Linked DNA regions of Cricetulus griseus: region 2 is linked to region 1. The links are chromatin contacts, called in public Hi-C maps. All regions are on one chromosome and are shown on one strand. The core of a region is the stretch at or near the end of the contact, and the rest is flanking DNA. Distances in the headings are between cores, read along the strand shown.

Region 1 (6,227 bases), core at 1,391-3,890:
GAGTGAGGCTGGAGTGTGGCAGGAACCAGAAAGCGCTTAGCTTTCACAGGTGGTCCCAAACACCTGCCACTTAGCGCCTGAATCAGGGATTTTCAGCACTACCTCTGAGCCTTGGGGTTGGCTGCCCAGCCTGGCTTCCAGGCCCTGAGGACGTGTGGTCAGGTTCAGGAAGCTCATGGGTTTAAAACATAAAAAAATAAAATAAAAAATGATGGGAGGAAACTAATTTTGGAAGCAGAAAGCCACACAGGTAAAACTGTTATCTTCCAAGTAGCCAAGATCTGAGCCCTCCACTCCAAACCCATAGGGACCGCCACTCAGGGTTCAGGGCCAGCAGGCAGAAGGGCAGTTTTTCAGACCTCCCCAGTCTGTTAGGCAGGGCACAGTGGTGACTTTATAGGAAATTCTTTCTTGTCAGGGCACTGATTTTTCTCTTGGTATTATGGTGGGGGTATGGTAATATTTTACCAGGGTGCTTCTAAGTTACTTTTAAAAAAATAACTTGTCTTGAGACAGTTGTTTTTTTTTTGTTGTTGTTGTTTTGTTTTTTCATTTGCTTACACTCACATCAGTGATGGCCATGAGACTGCCTTCTCCTTGGTGAGCAGGTATGTTATTCCCCTACACCCCTTAACTTGTTGGCCTTCTGGCCTCCTGTGGCCAAGTCCTGGGCCTAGCTGCTCATCCTTTCTGCACAGTTCTTTCCCAAACAGAGAAGTCCACGGTCAGGGTGTTTTTTTCTTATAAACAAGTTCAATAGAACTGCCAGCAAATAACCTAAGGGAAAAGATAAAAGGCCCATTTTCCTCCAGAATATGTTGGGGTCCAGGGTCAATATGTGTAGGGCTTTCTGATACCCTCGGGATCATTCAAGCAGAATAGAGACTGCTGAGGATGTAGGCCAATCCAGGGAGCCCTGGCTCCAAGGGTGTGCACACCTGCTCCTAAGCCTAGGTTCATTAGTAAGCTTGTCTCCGGACCGTCAGGGTTCACAGGTGTGAGGGTCAAAGTCTAGCTTTGAATGTGATTCGTTGGTAAGGCAGCTTTAGTTTCCAGGCACATCTGAGCCTCAGTCCATGAAGGCAGCCAATTATCACATGCTGACATTTACCTTCTCCACTTGGTGGCACAGGAAGTCGGGAGGGCAATGTAGGGTTAAGTTCCTTGGCCTGGCTTTATGCAAGATGAAATATATTTGTGTTGTCCCTCCCCATTTCCCCTAACTGGATGAAATGGCCCTATTCTGAGTACTTTCTTTTGAGAAACCAGCCAGTGAGAGGGAAATGGGAGGCCAGAGATCAGAATCCTTTGAGAAGATTGTGAAATACTGATTTTCATTCTTTCAAGCATATTTGTAAATATCTATTTGAATGCTGTGTATTTGTACAGGAATTTGAGCAAAAAATGTATAGAGTGTGATGTCTAATTGGTAATAAGCCCTATAAATGTGTTTTTAACCTCTGGCATTCTGTGCTTATTTAAAACAAGAAAACTTCTAACCATTTCCTTTGTGTATTCATGTCTAAAGAAAAACTGATTTAAAAATGATCTTACCTGTACCAGAAGAGTTAAAAAAAACAATTGTGCCGGTGTCCCAAGAGGTATTTTACTGTATATATTGTGGTAGCATGTTATAAATCCAACAAGTAATGTGAATTTTAGATGTAAATATCTGCCAATTGACTCCTCCCCTCCCTTGACTGCTGTGATGTGAATTAAAGATGAATACCTGATATTGATCCACTGATTTCACTGAATGGGAGCATAAATGCCCCTCTCAAATCCTTGTCGCCGGGCTCCACGCCCTTTTAGCTCCAGCTACTTTTCTGTACTTAGCCGGCCGCTCTCCGTATTCTGCCTTCGAGGGCGAGCGGCCAAGCCCTTGCACAACAGTTAGCCTCAGGGCAGTCCAGGCGGTACCATCTCCAGTGGCCATCTGCGTGTCTCCAAGAGTGGGACACTCTTGGAGAGTGTCCTCCCAAGATGCCCTGGCCTCCACTGGAGGCTGTCCCAGCCCTTGCTTGCCGCCCAGCCGCAGGCAGAGCCCTCAAAGGTCCAGGACAGCCGCCGACTTTGACAGGCCTGGAGCCTTGCGTCTGGGCGGTTCTGCATTCCGACCCAGGATAAGGAGGGTGTGGGCGGCCGGCGAATGAACGTGGACGCTCTCAAAGATTGGCTCGCCAATCCACGTGCTGACTCAAAACAAGGAACCGCTTCTGACCCTTGCTTGCGCCGCTTATCCTGCCGGGTGTCTGCTGGCGCCAGAAACCCTGCGCTACGAGTCCGGGGCCCGGGAGGGGACTGGGTGTGGAGCCAAGAAGGGGTGGCTATTCGCGACGAGTCCACAGGTTCCGAGGGCGCCCGGCCAGAGCCGGAGCAGCTGCCCCTAAACAATATGGCGGCCCGGGCAGCTTCCGCCCAGCCGTTTCCTATGGACCGCCCAGGCTCAATCAGCAACCGACAGCTGTCTGGGATCCAGACGCCACCAGCCAATGACGAAGGGTAGCGTGGAGCCGCCGGCCTGGGCTCCGGGGCACGTGGACCAATGAGAATGCGGCATATGGGCGGGCGCGGGGGCTGCCCACCAATGGGAAGCTCCGGCTTGTGTTCCCGCCCCCCCAGGCGGTGCACCGCGCCGGGTGCGGTTCATTCGCGGCGCGGCGGCGGCGGCGGCGGCGGCGGCGGCAGCGGTGGTGGAGGCTGGGGAGATGTGGGCTACGCGCGGGCTGGCGGTAGCGCTGGCCCTGAGCGTGCTGCCTGACAGCCGGGCGCTGCGGCCAGGCGACTGTGAAGGTGCGGGGGAGAGGGGAAGGTCGGGAGGGGGCGGCCTGGCGGCGCTGAACCCAACGGAACCGGGAGGACGGGGGCGGGGGCAGGGGCCCATCCTAACGGGGACCGCAGGAGGCAGAGCCTTGCAATTATTACCCGGGCCTAGAAATATTGATCCGTTTGAGGGAAAGCGTGGCATCAATCGCGTTGAAAACTTGGCCGAAAGCCCACAACGCGGGAGTTTTTGTCCTTTCCCCATCACTGTTTAGAGGTTCCGGGAAGGGACCCCGTGGGCCTCAACGGTCTCTTGGGGTTGCCAAGCTGCACTTAGAGGTTCGGTGTTGTATTTGGAATAAGGAGCGTTTGATCGTTCACTTCAGCCTCCAGTCTGTCCCTTATGAGGTCACAGTGAGTTCCCTCTCAAGGACACGTGTCCACTCTCGGCTTAAACTTGAAAAGAGCAAGGAGGATTTTGCGGGGGTCACTGGGGTAATGTTCATTCGGGTACTGGGTCCCCAGCAACCTAAGCGTTCTGGGCACCTGTGAGTGAGTACCCAGTGATGGGGAACGTTTTAATGATCATCATCCCTTCCACCAAAACGGCTGACAGAGTTTCTTCTGGGGAAATGGGAATTAGTAATTTGCTTACCACCTCTCTTTTCCAGTGTGTATTTCTTACCTGGGAAGGTTTTACCAGGACCTCAAAGACAGAGATGTCACATTTTCACCAGCCACTATTGAAGAAGAACTTGTAAAGTTCTGCCGTGAAGCAAGAGGCAAAGAGAATCGCTTGGTGAGTAGCTGGTGACCCACCCAGGCTGTCCCTGGCTCGTGTGTACTGTCCACTTCATGATGGGACCTGTCTGTAAACTAATGTGAGACTGAAGAACTTTTAGCCTGTATTTATTTATTACGTGTCTACCGTGAGCTGAGTACGCCAGAAGAGAAAAGTGACAGACAAATGCAAAGCAGTGAATGGTGTGTCCATGAAAATACTCTAGGATAGTTTGGGGGTGGGGAGGGGCTATTAGAGAAAGTAGTCAGAGGTGCCTCTGAGGGAGGGGGTGGATCAGTGAAGCCGAGTGAGTGTCCAAAGACCGGAAAGAGTGTGCTGTGTTTGGGATCAGAAGTAGTTAGGTGCCCCGAGGTGGCCAAGTCAAGGCAAGGGCCTTAGGAAAGCATTGACCTTTGTAGCTTTAATTTCTCTGGCAGTCTCTCACTGGAACTCTGATGGTTCTTAAACTCGTCTGGGAACTCTGGGACTGAGCATACATCAAGAGCCCTGAGTTTAGGTCTGGGCAAGGACTAAAAACTTAAAGGCCTTGGCAGAGAGCAGTTTTCAAGATGACCTAACAGCCATTGTCTGGAGCTGGGGTGGTTAGGAAAATGTACTGCTCTTGCAGAGGACCAGAGTTTAGTTTCCAGCACCCACAACACTCTGTAACTCCAGCTCTGGGGAATCCGATGCCTTCTTCCGGCCTCCTCAGCAGCTTCACACATGTACACCTAGTCATGCACACAAATTCTTTTTTAAGGCTTTTGTTTGGTGTTGGTTTTTGCTACAGTGCTACTACATTGGGGCCACAGATGATGCAGCCACCAAGATCATCAATGAGGTATCCAAGCCCCTGGCCCACCATATCCCCGTGGAGAAGATCTGTGAGAAGCTGAAGAAGAAAGACAGCCAGATCTGTGAGCTAAAATACGGTGAGTGTGACCAGGACTGTGGGCCTCCTGTGATAGCTGCGTGCCCTTCTGGGCTTGCTTCCCAGCCAGAAGAGTCATCACCATTGTTGATAGCATGATGGGTGATACTCTGTGCAGGGTTCTACAGCAAAGTTGGGAGGTCAGAAGTTGAAAGGGTGACTTTTTAACAAACTTTGAAAACTGGAGGACTAGCCAAGAGGCCAGCTCATAGCAGGACAGTACAGACAGAGAATACAGAGGTATAATACATAAGGTGGACAAGCTGGACAGGGCCTTTAGGGTTTGGTGAGGAATTTGGCTTTCAGTCGGAGTGAGGTTGGGAGCATCAGAAGCTTTTGAGCAGAGAAGTGATGTAATGAGACTAACAAACCTGTACTTCTGATGGCCCTCAGCCCTTTAGCATAACAGTGGTAGGCATCACAGCATCACCGTCAAAGAGCCCATCTCATTACACATGACCCCAGTCTTGAAGAGCCAGCCTCTCCCATAAAGTTTAAACAAAGCCAGTGTTAAGTATAACTCACATGTCCAAGAGCCTTGTGTTTGTGGTTCGTGCTTGTGGTGATTTGGTACCCTGCTTGGTTCTGCTGTAGGTCTGTCTGGGTCATGTGGGTTATGGAGTAAGCTTTGATGAGGAGATGGGGGAACTGTCTGTCATTCTGTGCTGATATGTAGAAGGTCTTGGAGAACTGGAGCCATGTTTCTCCTCTGAACCATGTGGTGCTCTGAACTGCACACTGCATGTCCTGAGGCAGATACTGACAGCCTGAGGTGGCCCTGCTGGTGAAGAACGCCAGTTCCCTCTTGCACAGTATGCATGTGTCTCCCCTGCTGCAAGTCAGGCTGGTCTTCCTCAGGAATGGTTTGGCATGCAGCAGTTAGGGGCTGCAGCCTCTCCTACCCAGCTATTCACTACCCTGCTCTCCCTGCAGACAAACAGATCGACCTGAGCACAGTGGACCTGAAGAAGCTCCGGGTGAAAGAGCTGAAGAAGATCCTGGACGACTGGGGAGAGATGTGCAAAGGCTGCGCGGAAAAGTCTGACTACATCCGGAAGATAAATGAACTGATGCCTAAATACGCCCCCAAAGCAGCCAGCGCACGGACTGATTTGTAGTCTGCCCCATCCCTGCTGCTCCTGAGGGAAGAACAGTTCACCTGTCTCTTCCCCAGACAACCATTTTGTAATTTATTTTTTAAGCAGGCTTCTGACAATGAGGTGTGAAGCCTGGAGCTTTCCTAATGATGCTGGCTCTGTGGTGCCCCCTCCCCCCAAGGGAGGAATTTACTTCCTTCTTTTGCTGGTTTACTCTAGGACTTCAAAGTTTGTCTGGGATTTTTTTATTAAAGGGGAAAAAAAAATTCTGTCTTTGGAGAGTTTAACTGAAACAGAATTCTGCTTTATAATCTACTGCTTTATCTTGCCAGTCTGCAAAGGTCCCTTGGCCGGCTAGTGCCAGAAACCTCCCATAACAGGATTTAGGGGCTTCAGAGTATTGTACACTCTTCACCAGCGGTGTGAAGAGTTAGGCTTGACACCGCCTTCAAACCCCCATCCCATCCAATCCAATCCAGTAGGAGGAGCTGAAGGTGGGCCTATTGCTGGGCTTAGGGACATTTGTATTGTGGCTCAGCAGATGGAGAACAAGCAGTGAGTACGTTGGCATTTCTTCACCTGGTACTTAGTTATCCGTCCACTGGGGGTTCCAGTCTAGGTCTAGTGTGAATAAGGCCCCTTGCTTACTTGGATT
Region 2 (6,227 bases), core at 2,456-4,955, 360 kb before region 1:
GGTTTGAACAATTGCAGCAAGCAAGTTTGACTCCTCTATAAATTTTAACAAAATGAAGTGTATGGTGGCTCACACCTGTAATTCTGACACCTGAGAGGCTGAGGTAGGGAGGTCAGGAGTTGAAGATCATCTTTGTCTACTTAGTGAGTTTGATGTCAGCTCGGGCTACACCAGACCCTGTCTCAAAAAAATAAATCAAATGCTTTCTGAATGCCCAGGGATGGGTTCATATGGCGTTGTTCTTGATTCCCATCATTACTTAAAGGGAAACTTATACAATGTCGGGAGCCCTCGATGCCCTCAAATTCCTTGTGGCAGGGACCCACTTTGGTGGCACCGACTTCCAGTTCCAGATGGAGCAGCACATCTACAAAAGGAAAAGTGTTGGTATCTACATCATAAATCTGAAGAGCGCCTGGGGGAGGCTGATGCTTGCAGCTCGGGCTGTGGTTGCCATTGAGAACCCTGCTGATGTCAGTCAGCATCATCTCCTCAGGGAACACTGGCCAGCGAGCCCTGCTGAAGCTTTGCCATTAGACACTCCGATTGCTGCCGCTTCACACCCGGCACCTTCACTAACAAGATCCAAGTAGCCTCCAGGGAGCCATGGCTTCTAGTGGTGATCCCTGGGCTGACCACCAGCCTCTCACAGAGGTGTCATATGTCAACCTGCCCACCATTGCTCTGTGTAACACAGACTCTGCGCTACGTGAACATTGCCATCCCATGCAACAACAAGGGCGCTCACTCAGTGGGTCTGATGTGGTGGACACTGGCCCCGGAAGTATTCCGCATGCGTGGCGCTATCTCTGGTGAGCGCCTATGGGATGTAATCCCTGGTCTTTACCCAGAGAAGACTGAAGAGGAACAGGCTGCTGCCAAGAAGGCTGCGACCAAGGAGGAATTTCACAGCGAATGAATGGCGCCAGCTCCCCAGAGATGGCAGACTGGTCGGTCTGAGAGTGCGCACGTGCCCTCTGCACCCATCCAGCGGCTCCCCACTAAAGGCTGGAGTGCCCAGCTAGTTACTGAGGACTGGTCAGCAGCTCCCACAGTGCAGGCCACTGAGTGGTTGGAGTCACCACTGAGTGTCCCTGAGCTGCTCTGCAGGCACCTGAGCCGCTCTGCAGGCACCTGAGCCAATGGGAAAAGGTGGAAGGAGAATAAAATTCCTAAAAGCTGAAAAGGAAATAAATAAATAAACACAAATAAATAAATAAAACCATCTAACTTTAAGACGTAATTATAAAAATTTTAGGGCACTTAAAATCTAGTCCTGTATATGAATATCTGTATGTGTCTCTTGTGTGCACTGTGTGTGTACCAGGCTGTCTCTTTTAGGCCACCAACCAGCTCCCAAATCATGACACAGAGACTTATTCCTAGTTTTGAATGCTCTACCTAGCTTAGGCTCCTTTCTGGCTGGCTCTTTTAACTTAACCTGTTTATCTATCTTTTGCCGTGGGAGTCATGACCTTTCTTACTTCTGTATATCTTACCTCCACTGCGTCCCTATGCCTGGCTGGCTGGCATCTCCCTTGTTTCCCCTTCTTCTCTCCTTCCTCCTCCCACTCTTCTCCCATTTATTTTCTCTGTTCGCCAGCTCCGCCTGCCCTTTCTCTGCCTAGCTATTGGCCATTCAGCTCTTTACTCGACCAATCAGGTGTCCTAGGCAGGCAAGGTGAAACAAATGCAACACATCCTTACATTGTTAAACAAATGCAGCATAAACAAATATAACACACCTTCACACAGTTAAATTAGTATTTTGCAGCCTAAACAATGTAATGCCTTTGTGCCTAGTTAAGATGCTACTCCACAATAGTGTGAGTGCATGTGTGAGAGTATTCTTGCACAGGTGAAGGAGCGCAAAGGGGGAGGAAGCATCGTGGGAGGTGGCCGTTATCTGAGAAGGCCCAACTTGGGGGTTGTGCTTTGGGATTGAAATGGTGGGCTCTCAGCAATACGTGCTGTGAAAAAATGGGGGCTCTCTTGCTAGTTGCTGGCTTCGAACAGGTCATTTGCCCTCTCCGGTCTTTCTTCTCTTACGTGTTTTCAGTGTGTGTCTAAAGGGATGGTGACCTCCTCCTTCCCCCGTCTCAGGGAGGCCGTGGTGCTCACAGGAAGTGCTCTTATGATCAGCAGAAGCTCTTATCTAGAACCTCTGTTTCACTGGTTATTGCTAGCTTAAATGTTGCCTGGAGGAGACAGGCTGAGCCACCTGCAGAGAGTACCCACAAATAGTTGCAGTAGTCTTCACAAAGTGGTTATCCGCAGCGGGAGGCCATTGTATAGATAGAAGGCCACCAAGTTCCTGCTAGCTAGGAACTAGTTCTCTGACAATCGTGGACGTTCAGCCATGTGTCTTTGTATGTGTTGTGGTGGGAGGTTATAGAGGAGGTCTTCAAAGTCATCAATTCCCAGGCCCGGAAATTTATACACCTTTGGGTAGGACAGAGGTCCTGGTGACTGCAGTTCTGAATATAGCCTGTAGATGGCAGCAAAGTCCTATTTAGAGGAAAGTCTCAAGGCATCACTCGGGTTCCCCAACTTGTGGATTGTAGACATGGTTGGAAGAGTTCCCACAGGAGACGCAGTCTCGATCTCTGTGGCTCTCGCCGAGGCCTTCCCCCCACTCCCCCGCTCCATGGGAGCCTCTGATTCTTCTGTGAAATAAGAGACTTCTGGGAAAGCTGGCTCAAGATATCTATGACAGGCTAAGATGGACTAAGAATGAACTTGATGTCTAAATACAGAAAGGGAAATTTCAAAGCTAATAGAGAATCTGTCTCTGGGGTAGGAGAAAGAGAGTTTAATGTTAAGTTAATCTCTATTTATTTGGTTTTCGAGACTTGGTTTCTCTGGAACTTGCTCTGTAGACCAGGCTGGGCTCTAACTCAGAGATCCGCCTTCCTCTGCCTTCCCAGTGCTGGGATTAAAGGCGTGTGCCTTTATAAATACATCCTCACGGTGTAGCCTAGGTTAACCTCGAACTCACAGTCTTCCCGCCTAAACCTTCTTCGTGCAGGAAATATACGTTTTCACCTTCACCACGACCAGAGACTTGAAATAGAACCTAAAGCCCAAACCATAATATGAGAAGTTGGTGCACCCGACCAAATGGGAAATCAAGGTTCTGACTCAAGAACATGCCAGGTGTGTTCACCCTGCGGCTGCGGGCCACATGCCTTATGGGACAGCATGAATGTGGCCCAATACATTTGTGGCTGACACAAGTAAGTCGCAAAGTCAAGAGGTTGGTCAGGCAGTGTACAAAAAGAAAAGCTGGCTAGTGCTAGAGAGGTACCCTAAACCACCAGGGACTGGAGTGGCGAATCAAACAACCACTTCCCGGGGCAGAATGGCAGAAATTGGGTTGAATTCTAGAGCGTCGAAGCAGCCCCTTGGCCGCGTGCACAGAGAACGCGGCCCTCAAGAGCCCTTAGAGAAACAAAATGTTGTTGCTGTCACTTGCGTTGCCACTTTTCTAGGTCGCGGATAAAATCCGAGGCTGGTACGGCAGTTGGAGGAGTTTCTACCGGTGTCCCAGGGCGCCCGGAAAGTTGCAGCCACTTCAGGAGGCCACGCCCCCATTTTGTCCCGGCTCCAGGCGGAGCCTGCCAGGGGCTGTGCCCCGGCCAGCCCAACCCGGACCCGCCTGGCCCTTTAAGGCTGACCTAGCGGGGCCCCAAGTCCGGATGACGTGCCGGGAAGGGGGGTGGGGGGTCACGTGGGCCGCGGGTGGCGAGACTCGGGCCCAGGGCGCCCCTCGGCTGCAGGCTCCCCGGTTCACTATTCCTTGCCCGTCTCGCCTGCAGCATGGCTTCCGTCTAGTGCAGTGCCACCAAGTGCGCCTTCGCCAGGTACGCTTTCCCCGGACCCCTGTATGACCAGATCTCAGGATCTGGCGGCTACACAGCGCCGAGCTCCTTCCCCACTCGACATGTGCCAGGGCTAGGGATCACCTCCCACCCTGCTGCCCGTAGGTACTCTCAGGCAGTTTCCAGCTTGTCTTGGGGCCAGCAGCCTAGTCAGTCTGGTTCTGGAGAAACCAAGGCTGGGGTGTGTCCAAAAGTGAGGGGAGTGACTCTTTCCCTTTCCCCCAGGTGCCTCTGGACGCGCAAGGCTGGGGCTACCTCGGAGCGCCCCGTGGGGGCCATGGATGGCGAGGCAGCAGGGGAGAAGGGGAGTCTTGTGCCCCCGCCAGGTGCACTCGATGGGCCCACCTTGGGCGGTGCTCAGGCCCTAGGTGTGCGACGAGAGCCCAAGAAGTACGCGGTGACTGACGACTACCAGTTATCCAAGCAGGTGCTGGGCCTGGGTGTGAACGGCAAGGTGCTGGAGTGCTACCACCGGCGCACTGGGCAGAAGTGTGCCTTGAAGGTTAGTGACCGTCTCTCCGAGGGCTGGGGTGACCTGGAGGGTTCAACAGCAGATACTTGTGGGTGTAAGCATCTACACTTAACATCATGTTTTATTTTTATACTCTTCCTCTAAGATCAAACTCATGGTCCTTCCAGCCTCACACTTGGGGAAAAGAGGCTCAACCTACCCAAGCTCCGGGTGTGTCCCAGAGAGCACGGGGAGGAGTCATTGTGAGTGGAGCTGCTGTACCCGGAAGGTGGGAGGGAGAGGCTGTACGCTCTGGTTCTGGCTTGGGCTATGTGTTCAGGCCCAAGTGGGGCTCTCACTGCTTGGTTATCCCACACACAAACAAGTACCTCCTGCTATGAAGTTTCTCTCTACCTGAGGCTGAGCCCCCAAGGCTCAGAGTGGCTTGCTTCCTCCTCATTGCCTCTGCCTGCTTAGGCTGGACTATGAGCCTCTTAAAGACAGTTAGTGGGGCAAACGCTGGTGCCCATCACACCTTAGGGTGCTCTTTGACTGCTGGGTTCTTGATGAATTGTTGGCCCTTTGTAGAAAGGGGCCAGCTCTGCTCCTAGGCTGACCCACCCTGGACAAATGATGGGCAGTCTTTTAGTCACATCGTATTCAAAGTTCCCTAGAGACCTGGTACACCGATGTAGCTGGACTGGGGGAATGGCTTGGAATAGCTAATCTCTGAATCTGGCTCCAGGCACCCAGTTCCAGCCCAAGACCTCCCACCTGTTCCCAACCCACTCCTCCAGAATCCCTCGAATCACCTGTCATTGGGAACCTGACCCAAATGGAGGTAATGTCCTTGGCACCGGGATGGTACAGCATGGAGGAGAGTCTTGGAAGTCAGTTTAGTAAAGAAAGGTCTGTTTTACAAGTTGCCAGCAGGAGCCAGAGTGCAGAGTCCTATAGATGTGTCTGTAATCTCTACCTTGTGTGTGCCAGCTCTGTGACCTTGAGTGACACCTTGGACAGTTGTAGTTAAGTCTCTGACTTTGTTCAGGGAGAAAGAACAGGGGTTGGTGTGAATTTGAATTGAGAAGAACCATGCAGGACTTACTTGAGGCACAGGGTCTACAGGGTTTGAGTGAGGACCCAGGTCCCATTCTTTGTCTTTCTCTGGTTCTATCAGGGCTGATAGAGGAGGAGGTCATTTCCCAAGAAGGATGCTGGAGGGAATCAGGAAGGTGGCTCAAGGGCAGGGTGAGGACTGATCTGGGGGCTGGGACCTAGTTGTAGTTTCTTTATCCACTGACCCAATAGAGCTTTGAGGCTCCAGGCAGGGGGGTTTCTGAGTCCTTCTGGGAGAAGGTGGCTTGTCTTTTCTTTTCGTTCTTTTGTCAAGACAGCGTTTTCTCTGTAGTTTTGAAGCCTGTGCTAGAACTAACTGTATAGACCAGACTGGCCTTGAACTCACAGAGATCCACCTGCCTCTGCCTCCCGAGTGCTCTAGTGTTCTCAATGTCCTGGTCTAGGAACTGTGGCAGCTCTGGAGTAGTTTTGCCTCTGTATCCCTTAAGCTTATGTGTGAACATGGCTGGAGCTACTTGCTTGAAGGCCCAAGATATGGCCCTAAACTGACCCTCAAGGGAAGATAGAGATGAGATGTGACCCACACCCTAATTCTTTCTTATCTTGACTCCTACCCTCAAAAATGGGCTAGCACAAACTCTGGCCTAACTGACTGTGTTCTTATTGTTTTAGTGGCTTGGCCTTGGTGGGGGGGGCATCTTCTCATAATTTCTGTCCTCTGCTCAGAAGAGCAAGGACATACTAGGGCCCTCAGCATAGTGGCAGGCCTGGGCTCAGGGAGCTCAGCCAGCCCCTGAGTGGGCCCTAACCCTCTACCC

What was found. Hi-C and Micro-C count contacts between places; a contact is called where the count stands out from the background.
Region 2: a Hi-C map of the CHO-S cell line shows a contact between it and region 1, with 9 times the contacts expected there. The contact joins the promoter of Mapkapk3 here to the promoter of Manf in region 1. A contact is called at or near these places in 7 of 8 Hi-C or Micro-C datasets (the CHK-Q cell line, the CHL-YN cell line, the CHO-K1 cell line and 3 more).

Annotation. Positions count from the first base shown.
Region 1 is chr4:215,101,365-215,107,591 of CriGri-PICRH-1.0, reverse strand. It overlaps Manf (mesencephalic astrocyte-derived neurotrophic factor), which reads left to right and starts at 2,640. Exons shown (of 4, transcript XM_027414443.2): 1 at 2,640-2,793; 2 at 3,435-3,562; 3 at 4,335-4,476; 4 at 5,409-5,842. The coding sequence starts at 2,709. The coding sequence ends at 5,593. It overlaps Dock3 (dedicator of cytokinesis protein 3), which reads left to right. Exons shown (of 53, transcript XM_027414437.2): 53 at 1-1,502.
Region 2 is chr4:215,465,813-215,472,039 of CriGri-PICRH-1.0, reverse strand. It overlaps Mapkapk3 (MAP kinase-activated protein kinase 3), which reads left to right and starts at 3,705. Exons shown (of 11, transcript XM_027414444.2): 1 at 3,705-3,863; 2 at 4,107-4,383. The coding sequence starts at 4,159. It also overlaps the pseudogene LOC100769188.